3 separate regions of the Sus scrofa genome follow, and all the other regions are linked to region 3. The links are chromatin contacts, called in public Hi-C and promoter capture Hi-C maps. All regions are on one chromosome and are shown on one strand. The core of a region is the stretch at or near the end of the contact, and the rest is flanking DNA. Distances in the headings are between cores, read along the strand shown.

Evidence for each region. Promoter capture Hi-C pulls out the DNA fragments that hold promoters and counts their contacts. A called contact is a pair of places that touch in the nucleus more often than the background predicts.
Region 1: a promoter capture Hi-C map of liver shows a contact between it and region 3, with 19 times the contacts expected there. The contact joins two enhancer-like sites. A contact is called at or near these places in 1 of 5 promoter capture datasets (liver), 22 of 47 Hi-C or Micro-C datasets (alveolar macrophages, embryonic fibroblasts, epiblast stem cells and 12 more) and 1 of 2 datasets of contacts at active chromatin or transcription factors (skeletal muscle).
Region 2: a Hi-C map of liver shows a contact between it and region 3, with 3 times the contacts expected there. The contact joins two enhancer-like sites. A contact is called at or near these places in 1 of 5 promoter capture datasets (liver), 21 of 47 Hi-C or Micro-C datasets (alveolar macrophages, blood, brain and 13 more) and 1 of 2 datasets of contacts at active chromatin or transcription factors (skeletal muscle).

The regions. Positions count from the first base shown.
Region 1 is chr9:55,200,738-55,203,989 of Sscrofa11.1, forward strand. No RefSeq gene overlaps it. Among named protein-coding and RNA genes, the nearest start is that of ETS1, 310 kb to the right of the region's middle. Within about 2 kb of position 1,649, at least 25 of the 83 cell types and tissues checked have an H3K27ac peak or open chromatin away from gene starts, as enhancers often do. A contact at or near this core is called in liver, where this site is marked.
Region 2 is chr9:55,082,059-55,085,532 of Sscrofa11.1, forward strand. No RefSeq gene overlaps it. Among named protein-coding and RNA genes, the nearest start is that of ETS1, 430 kb to the right of the region's middle. Within about 2 kb of position 1,788, at least 13 of the 83 cell types and tissues checked have an H3K27ac peak or open chromatin away from gene starts, as enhancers often do. A contact at or near this core is called in liver, where this site is marked.
Region 3 is chr9:55,775,456-55,779,061 of Sscrofa11.1, forward strand. KCNJ1 (ATP-sensitive inward rectifier potassium channel 1) reads right to left here. Exons shown (of 3, transcript XM_021063129.1): 3 at 3,565-3,606. Among named protein-coding and RNA genes, the nearest start is that of KCNJ1, 36 kb to the right of the region's middle. Within about 2 kb of position 1,711, at least 6 of the 83 cell types and tissues checked have an H3K27ac peak or open chromatin away from gene starts, as enhancers often do. A contact at or near this core is called in liver, where this site is marked.

The DNA.
Region 1 (3,252 bases), core at 399-2,898, 570 kb before region 3:
TCGTCTTATTTTTTATTTTTTTCTTGGCGTTCGCCCCATCAGCAATCCTCTCATGTATGGGTTTACATGCTTACTCTCTGTCTCCTTCCCACACTTAGGCTCGATTAGGCACTTGTGGCCAGAAATTTGATTTGTGTTCACTACTGATCCCAGGATATACATCTTCTAAAATTGTTTAAAGAAAAAACAAAAAAGCAATGTAAATGGTGAAAAAAGAAAAGAATGAATGGCCAAAAAAGAAGGAATGAAATCTCTCCCAACACCTCTCCTTAGGTCAGTGGTTCCCTGTTGGGGACAGCTTTGCTCCCAGGGTCAGATGCTACATGTTTCTTCCTTACTTGGCAGCAAAGGGAAACTTAGCTGAGTAGGTAGGAAAACCAATAATAACACACACACTCTCTTCATGACTGTCCACGTTAGGGGACAAAATGGTGTCATCTGGGGCTCATGGCCATGGAGAAATGGACACACCGGTCTCCCCCACCAGGAGTTGGTAGAAGTTAGCTAAGTGGTGAGTAAAAAATATGCAAAAATGGTGAATGTGAACAGGACAGTCCAAGATGAGGCTGTTACTCTGGAAAACCATCAGCCCTTCAGCTAAGAACTCATAATGAATCAATTGTCAGTTCAGCCCAACGATTTGTGAATGGAATGCTTTCCAGTGAATGAATGAATGCAGTTCCATAATGTACAAAGTCTGACTCAAAATGGGCCGAGAGATGGAACATGATCTGACGGATCAATTACTGCACATGTTTTCCCTCCTGTCAACCACAGTCATTTGTTTTTACTCCATCACCCAGACATTAGCAAGCCACAGCCAATTGTAGGAGAAACCCTGTCATTTGTAATGTGACTAGATAATTGTCCATCGGCTGTTTTCCACACAGAGAAGCATTTTTGACCTGAGGACTAAAGTCTTCGGGCCAGTGAAGACCTTTTACTCGAACTTTCTGCCAGTAGGAAGACTCTCATGGCTCTGCACCGTGAAGTCCTGGAATTCAGAAGGTCTACCAAAGTCTTCAGTTTCCTTCTGATGTCTTTTTGCAGGCTATGCCACATTCACTAAGAAACAGACTTAGAAGAAATACAATTGACACTTTCTGAAAGGGACACCCCGGGTGCATTTAGGTAATGTGTTTCTGGCCTCTCAAGTCTTACAATGAGAAAAATTTGTTGTTATTTTGTGGTGCTGTCTCTCTGCTATTAGATACATCGCCGCTTTTTTTTGGTCCCTTTTTATCCCACCTTCCATGGAGCTGGCAGAACTACTGACCCTTAACTAGGAACGAGGCATATAGGGAAGAATTCGTGTTAATAGTTTCCTCTACTATATGCAGATTCTGTTTACAGAGTAGATTTTATTTCACCAAAGGTCTCCAGCAGTTTTACCATAGCCTCATTTTCAATAGAGAGCTCAATACAATGATTAGACCTTCCAGAAATAAGAAAAGGATGCAGAGAAATTGCCCTAATATCCTTCATACATTTTGTACCCTTAAAATTAGCTTGCAGTCTGTCCTGACTTTTTGTCAAACCAGAAGCCTAAATGTAAAACAGTTCCAGTTATAGTAAAGGATTACTGGTCTGGGTCAAGGCGGCGTCATGTCATCTAAACTCCTGCCGCTAGAGGGAGTCAAACCCAGCAATCCGCAACCCAAGGCCCCGGCAGAGAGCAAGGTTGCCTCTTTTACCTTTCTCTTTAAACAAATGATTCTCAGCTCAGTTGCCCCAGAAAAACACCAGCATCTGGTGTGCTCTGTTTATTCTGAGGTTACTATTTCTAAAAATAGTTTTCTGAAAAATTGCCCTCGCCGGCTGGGAAGCACACAGCAGAGTGGTGAGCCCTGAGTGGGAGGTACTCCTGCCTCAGGGACGCTGGAGGCTGGGAGTGTGGGACAAGAAAGCGCTAAACACACACACACACACACACACACACACACACACACACACACACAACACACACACACAAAACTGATTGACATGCAGAAAACTGCAGATGGCCATGAGGAGTGAGGGTGGTAAGCCAGAGCCACCAGGCCTGGTAGAAGCAGAAAGTCAGCCTGGAGATGTGAACACCCCTGCTGAGCCCCCAGAGATGAGGAAACAATTTGAGGCTGTGGTGCCCCTCACAGGGGGCAAAGTGGGGGCAGGGGGAGGGGGCAGCTCTGGACCAGAGGTTTGCTTCAGCCAGGTGGTGGCAGAGGATGGGGGTCTTGCCAACCTCTGCTGGTCTTCCAGACAGCAGAAGGGAGTGTGTGTGTGTGTGTGTGTGTGTGTGTCCACAGAACATGCTAGAAGGTGATGAGAGGAGAAAGTCAAAATTTTAGAGGTTCTTTCCTTTTTCCTTGCCCAAGTTTTCTCCCTAGCCAATCTTCCAATTCCATCATTTTTAGAATCATTTTTATTTTTTTATAGATTCCACTCTAACCCCCCCGGAGACCTAGAGTGAAGAACTTCACTCCAGCAATCCCACTCCTGGGCATCTATCCAGAGAAAACCATGACTTGAAAAGACACATGTACTCCAATGTTCATTGCAACACTATGTGCAATAGCCAACACCTAGAAACAACCTAAATGTCCATCAGCAGAGGAGTGGATCAAGAAGATATGGTACATATACACAATGGAATATTACTCAGCCATTAAAAGGAATGAAATACTGGCATTTTTAGCAACATGGATGGACCTAGAAATTATAAAGCTAAGTGAAATCAGTCAGACAATGAGACACCAACATCAAATGCTATCACGTACATAGTGGAATCTAAAAAAAGGACACAATGAACTTCTTTGCAGAACAGATACTGACTCACAGACTTTGAAAAACTAATGGTTTCCAAAGGAGACAGGTTGGGGGGTGGGGAAATATGCTGGTGGTTTGGGATGGAAATGCTATAAAATTTGGCTGTGATGATCATTGTACAACTATAAATGTAATAAATTAATTGAGTAATATAAAATAAAAAAAAATTTTAAATCAAGAAAAAAAAAGAACTTCACTAGTAGAACTCCTGTCTCTCGGAAGGGTATTGGGGGGAATATTCCAGGTACCCCAGGAGGGAGCTGTGTGCTTCTCCCTCTCCGATTCCCTGCCCTGCACCCAGCTGCTCCAGCTTTCCTCTCCTGTCTCTCATCACCACGTTGCCCTTGTCCAGAGAGTCAACCTTGACTGGCCTTCAGTGGTTGGGGGACAAGTGGCTGCAGCCAGGTCCTGGTGGTGCCACACAGGACGTGGGAGAACCTGATG
Region 2 (3,474 bases), core at 538-3,037, 690 kb before region 3:
AGCCTCCGGCCTATGTCAGAGCCACAGCAACGCGGGATCCGAGCCGCGTCTGCAACCTACACCACAGCTCACGGCAACGCCGGATCGTTAACCCACTGAGCGAGGGCAGGGACCGAACCTGCAACCTCATGGTTCCTAGTCGGATTCGTTAACCACTGCGCCACGACGGGAACTCCCTAGAGTGGCTCTTTAAGTAAATAAAATTTGACCTCAAAGGTGATGGATGGATAGGGCTTCGTGAAGTCGAGGAGCTGAAATATTCTCACCAAAATGTCCTGCCGACCTTGTCTAGGAAACTGCAAACTAAAAGTAGAGACCAGAGCGTCTATCTATAACAATTCTCCACTATTTTCCTCTTGGAACTCAGAATAGAACAAGTGCTTTGCAATGATGCCAACCTAGACTATGTCTCTCACAAGCCAAAATTTCTGATGGCAAATCCAAGGAGGAAAAATACAACTGTTTCTGTTTGGATACATAACAGCAAACAACATGAGTTGTATTTTCGTTGAGTTCACTAGTTGTTGGGACAGCACTAGAAATTCAGCCAAAATGGTTAACTTGGGATTCTAAGGCCTTGGCAAGCACTAAACCTGACTTTAGAGAATTCAGCTTGTTTTTCCTTCAAGGTTTCTGACTAGCAGCCAAAAGCATAAAACACAAAAATCTCATTATCTCTAACTATTTTGAAGTTCCTTCCAACAGGTTGGCCAGGATAACTTTGTTTTATATTTGTAACTCGAGTCTAACTTCAGTTAATGCCAAAAAGGCAACCCGAGTCCTAATTAACTAATTAATTAACATAACAAAGCCTGCCCCATCTATAAATAATTCATTACAACTCACTCTATACTGTGGGTAAGTATTCCAGAGAAGCAATTTTGAAAATACTGTAAAGTTCTTGCTGTTGCTCTCTTGGTTTTATTTCTCTGAAAAGACATTTTGTCACCTGTTATATATGGCCATAACCAAGCTCCCAACAACATAGCTGGAAGGCAAAGAAAGAAATTAACTAAGCCTTTCTGCAAAAGTAAGGAAAGTGCTGATAGATAACAGCCAAGCCAAGCCATTTAGGGATGGACTTAGGACAAGAGGGCCTTCTCTCTTAGTTACAAATGCATCTGGCCTGTGTCCATGGGTAGATCGTATATCTGACAATATCCTCCCTTTTAATGCTTTGCAGATCCAAGGTATATTATCATACCCTAAGCCTGAACTCTCCAGGGAAATTATGTCAAGCCATAACCAAGGAAGTTGTATTGTAAAAATCACGGGAGGAACCAGCTGTGTGAAATTCACCGTTAGGAAACAAAAAACCGTGTACCGAAAGGTGGCGCTGTGACACTGCAGAATGATGCTAACCAGTGTGTTTATTCTCAAATCTCCGGAAGATTCAGGCTCAGCATTTACTGGGGCGGGGGGAGGTGGGGGAGCCGAACTCAGCTTTATTTTAGAACTTATCTCTGTGCACTCGAGGTGGACCTAAAGTTCTCATAAACTAATCTTCCAGCTTATTTTGCACACACAACACATTCCTGATGTGGGCAGGAAATAAACTAATTTTTATAAAGCCTCTCTGTCTGATGTATTCATTATTTGGATTTGCTGAGTTGTGTGATAGTGCTATTTTAGAAAAATAGATCAAATCAAGATGACTTACCCTAAAAAAAAAAAAGTTTTCTGCAAAATACTGAGAAATAGCTTAGCAGGCAGTTGAGCATATTAATCTGTGCTAATATGGACATAAAACTGAAACCATCATACAACTCTCACCTAGCATGCTTGCGATTGCACCTTTTTAAAAGTGAGATCCCATTGCTAATGGTTGCTTAAAATGCCAGTAGGCACGTTTTGTCCACAACGAAGCTCACAACCACATTTTAGAAGTTCTGCAGAGGGGCCGAAAGGCAAACAAGCCTCATTGTGTCTTTGGGACTAAATTACTTTCTTGTTCATTTCTAACCAAGGGTTTCATGGAATAAACATTCAAGCTCCTACTCTCATTTAGGGCAGAAAAGAACACATGCTCCATGAAACATTATTTCCTGAGCACCAAATATGTATTTTATGTTGTGCCAGGTGCTGGAGAGAGAAATAAGAAAAGTAGAACCCAAATTCATTCTCCTTGAGCAAATTCCAAAAACATACACCAACTAAGAGACGTGTGATATATTTTCAGTCATTGCCATAGTAAGATCTCATTCTAGAACTAAGTCAGTCTTGTTTACAAACACACAAATTCCTGGTCTATTTAAATCCTCATTGTTGGAGTTCCCTTTGTGGCTCAGCGGAAAAGAATCTGACTAGAATCCATGAGGATGAAACTTCCATCCCTGGCCTCACTCAGTGGGTTAAAGGATCTGGCGTAGCCAAGCTGTGATATAGGTCATAGATGTGGCGCGGATCTTGCTATGGTTGTGGTGTAGGCCAGTAGCTGTAGCTCAGATTCGACCTCTAGCCTGGAAACTTCCATATGCTGCAGGTATGGCCCTAAGAAGCAAAAAAACAAAAAAACAAAAAAAAACAAAAACAAAAATTCATCATTGTTAATTTTGGGGGCTGAAGTTCATCAAATGTATAATCTCAGAACCTCAGACTGTGAAGGGCATTGGACAATAGCTAACATTTATCTCACAATGATTTGCTATATCTGTAACAGGGCTATGCACTTTGTACACATTATCTTTTTAATGTTTATAACAATTCAGTAGACACCTCCACATTTTACAAATAGAGGCTCAGAAAAATTCAGTCATAAAAGGCCAACTCATGAATTTGAAACTGAATCTACTTAATTCTAGAGCCTGTGCAATGCCACACCAGTTTCAGGACCTGAAAAACCGTCGTGTCCTCAAAGTTCAACACTCAAAAATGCATTCACCCAAACATGTGTCATCGCCATAACACACCCACTAAAACATTCACCAAGTCTCCAAACACAAGGGGCTCACTCTAAAGCAGATTTTTTATTTTTCCACAATTTCCCCTAGTGTAAACCTCTGTCACACTTTCAAAGAAGGGCAAACTCTTCAAGTAGAACGGAGAGGTTCCAGAACATGTCCAGACATGTAAGGAGGGAGAGCTCACAGGGTCTCCACCCACACTGAATTGAACCTGTGAGCGACTGCAGCTAATCTATGAAGCCATGAAAGTTGCAACAGGTGGTCCTTTGGAAGATATTCCTTTGTGAACTGCCTGGCCCTCTGCTAGAAAGCCTCTGAGGCTCCCGGCAAAGGAATGATCCTTGGCGTGTGGGCTGAGCGTAAGGGCAGCACACAGAAGACTGGGCAGAGCAGGTGTCCTTCAGTTGCTTTGGCAAATACCTGTTTTTTTTCTCAAGGAGGGACTGGGTCATGAAACCAAGGGTAGCTTTAGAGTGTGTAGGAAGGTAATTCTACCAACCTCTCAGGGAGACTTCAAACCTTCCCGTTGCCAGAAGGGAATCAAACATAGTTGACTCTACTCAATATTCTG
Region 3 (3,606 bases), core at 461-2,960:
CCACAATTAACCCTGTTGTTCTGAGCAAATTCATTCATTCATTCATTCATTCATTCATTCATTTACTGATTCAAATGTGAGGCACAGAATCAATGCGAGGAAACAGAGGTGAATACAGAATAGAAATACTGTTCTCCTGGGGTAGCCAAAGCTCCGTTTCCCCATCTGTCAAAACGGGAAATTTGGAGATCACATTGTGGCGCAGCAGAAACATCCGACTAGGAACCATGAGGTTGTAGCTTCAATCCCTGGTCTCGCTCAGTGGGTTAAGGATCTGACATTGCTGTGAGCTGTGGTGTAGGTTGCAGACTTGGCTCGGATCCCTCGTTACTGTGAGCTATGGTATAGGCCAGGAGCTGTAGCTCCAATTCGACCCCCAGCCTGGGAACCTCCACCTGCAGTGAGTGCGGACCTAATAAGAAAAAAAAAAAAAAGGAAATTTAATCAGTCTCTACTACAAATGAAGGATCACTCAGAGCCTGAAATTAAACAACTCATTACATAGATATAGAATGAGTTTATATTTTATATATATATATTTTACATATATATATAGAGAGAGAGAGAAAGAGAGGGGGAGAGAGAGTATAGATGTGCAGGGTCTATGTAGACATTGGAAGTATAACTCTTCCTAAAACATGCAAGTCCAGAAGTGTTCAAGAAGACTGACCCAGGGCTCTGCCAAGCAATGAGAGGTCTCTCCCAAAGTGTAAGACAGGACAAGGACGATCCACCAGATCCACGTAAATGCCTCGTAGCCTTGACAAGTCCATTCAGAAGGTGTTCTATACTAAAGGATGCAGACTTGCATGATTTTTTTTTTTCATGTTTGGCTGCCCCGAGGCATATGGAGTTCCCAGGCCAGGGATCGGATCCGAGCCACAGTCTCAACCTAAGCAACTGTACCACAGCAGGAACTGCCAGACTTGAGTGATTTTAAACCCTTGGGTTTTTGAGACAGACAGCTGTGGATTTGCGTCCCAGCCCTGCCATTGACTAGCGGAACAAGTTCCTTCCCTGAGCTGCCTCCAGTGAAAAATAGGTATTATAATAATGAGTACCTCAGAGGATCATTGGGGACATTAAATTAGGTAGGGTATCCAAAATGCTTTCAACAAAACCTCAGACACAGTAAGAACTCAGTAAGGAGCCTGAGTAATAAGTTGCATTTCTATAGCACCAGAGAAACTTGGGGTTTCTCACTCACACTCAGGACTTCTCCCACACCCAGGGGCGGTGGTGGATGCAGGGGATGGCGATCCAGAAGGGCCCACACCAGTCCCTGGCCCCCCAGCCTGGCGCAAGCCTCCCTCTCTGCGGGACTCAGCTCCAGAGAGTACAGCTGGGTGCATCTGGCTGGGGAGATTAAATTATTTTTGAATTCCTAACTGAATGTTCTTTTAATGGAAACTTAATGACAGGCATTGAAATAGATTTCCTCCGTACCCCCTCCCCCCCGCGGCGCCCCCCCCCACGCGGCTCTGTGCGCGCTGTTCCCGATAACCTTTATTCCCTACCCCTGGACTTTTATCTCCCCAGTGACAAACAGCCCTTGCTGGACAGAAAGAGGAAATTCCAGTCATTGTTCTCAGACTTCTGGCTTCCAAAATAAAATGCTCTATCTCCCCTGTCAAGCTTTGATTGACATACACTTCCTGTCAAGGGGAGGACCACGGCCCGGGGGCGGGGCCAAGGCCTCATTTGCATGCTGGGAACCGCAGGTTTTCTTTTGTTCTGGACAAGGAAAGAGCCCTCTGGTGCTCTTCACACCGTCACCCATCTGAGGACCCATCTCCCTTTTATGCAAAATCTCCAAGAAAGACACTTCCTCAGCTGTCCCCACAGTCCACCAGGGGAGTTCTTTGCTGTCTGTGGAAACAGACAGACACACGCAAAGCATCTCACTTCTTAGATTTGGCAACTTAGAGAGGATCTTTTCCTTCCACCCCATCTCTCTCTCTCTCTCTCTCTCAATAAATTCTTAAACTGTCTTCCCCATTCTTAACTCTAAATACTGGAGCTTGAGCCAACTTAAGACCTGGAAAATTAAACCATGTTCAGACTCTCCAAGTCCAAACCCCAGAACAACAGAGCTAAATGTGACAATTGAAGGGGAATCAGTACCAAGGGAGATTTCAATATGGTGATGCATCATGGGATGCAGTTTTTCTTGAAAGGGATAAGAAATGTTGAATTGCTTTTAAAATGTAACTAGGGAGTTCCCGTCGTGGCTCAGTTAACGAATCCGACTAAGAACCACGAGGTTGCGGGTTCGATCCCTGCCCTTGCTCAGTGGGTAAAGGATCCGGCATTGCCGTGAGCTGTGCTGTAGGTCGCAGACGCAGCTCGGATCCTGTGCTGCTGTGGCTCTGGTGTAGGCTGGCAGCTACAGCTCCGATTGGAGCCCTAGCCTGGGAACCTCCATGTGTCACGGAAGTGGCCCAAGAAATGGCAAAAAGACCCCCCCCCAAAAAAATGTAACTAGAATAGTAAGACTTACCTGTAGCAACAGCATCTGGATGGAGTCGGGTCCTACTGGCAACACTGTTAACCACATTGAAATAAAAAGCCTGCCTTTATCACTGGCATTAAATTAGGAGCAAGTTGGCCTTCTGGAACCTTCTGTTTCTCATTTATTTTATTTACTCACTGAGTTTCTATTCCTGTGGCAAATCTCCTCTTTTCAAATGTCCAGGGTTCCTATGCTGCTTTGGAGGTTCCAAGCCACGGCTTAGGACTCTCAGATGGTACCTGCAGGGCCTTGTTTCCTTAGAGCTTTGTTGGATGTAAGTGTGTTAAAGGTTGCTAGAGTTTCACTGGGAATTTGCATGAAAAAGTAGACTCCACGTGGCAGAATGCCTTGATCCCAATGAAGGAATATTTGGAACCAGAAGGTCTTCCATCAAATAATTCAGAAAGGCATGCTTTTCACCAAGATTCCAGTTGTTCAGCTCTCTTCACAATCGAAAGGAACAGATTGCCTGTGATCATTTCACTTCCAGCAATCCCCAGGCATTCTGTTGAGAAGCAGAACAGACCAGAAGACATGTGTTCTGACCCTCTAGTTTATTAAGGAAATACGGAGTCCTAAACCCTCATGACAGTGGGACAGCAAAGAACTCAAGCTCATTCCCTAATTTCCTTTAGCACTGTCAGCAGGTTAAATAGTGATGCCAACACACCTGCAGACACAGAGTCATCTCCTGTGTGGGCCAGTTTGCCACTGACAGCGCAACTCTGAAACCATTAGACTCCTCACCTCTGTTTGTTGGAAGGACCAGGGTGTGTGTATGGATCTGTACAAACTCAACACCAGGCCTGGGAAAACAAAGCCATCAGTACCTACAAGCAAGTGCCAAGACTCACACCATGGTGTTTTGGTGATGAGGCTGCAAAGGAAGGGGCATGTCTGCAGCCAAGGTCATGTCCTCCTGGGGACGCTGGAGTCAACACAACACCTGCCACCACTCCCACCTCTCCCAGGACTGAGTCCACCCTCAGCAAGCCCATTGTCACCAGCTAGTCTGTCACAGTGAATGGGCAATGACTGACACTGCAGGGAAGTACATGCACAGTTTCAGAGCTTTAATGTATTAATCAACAGGC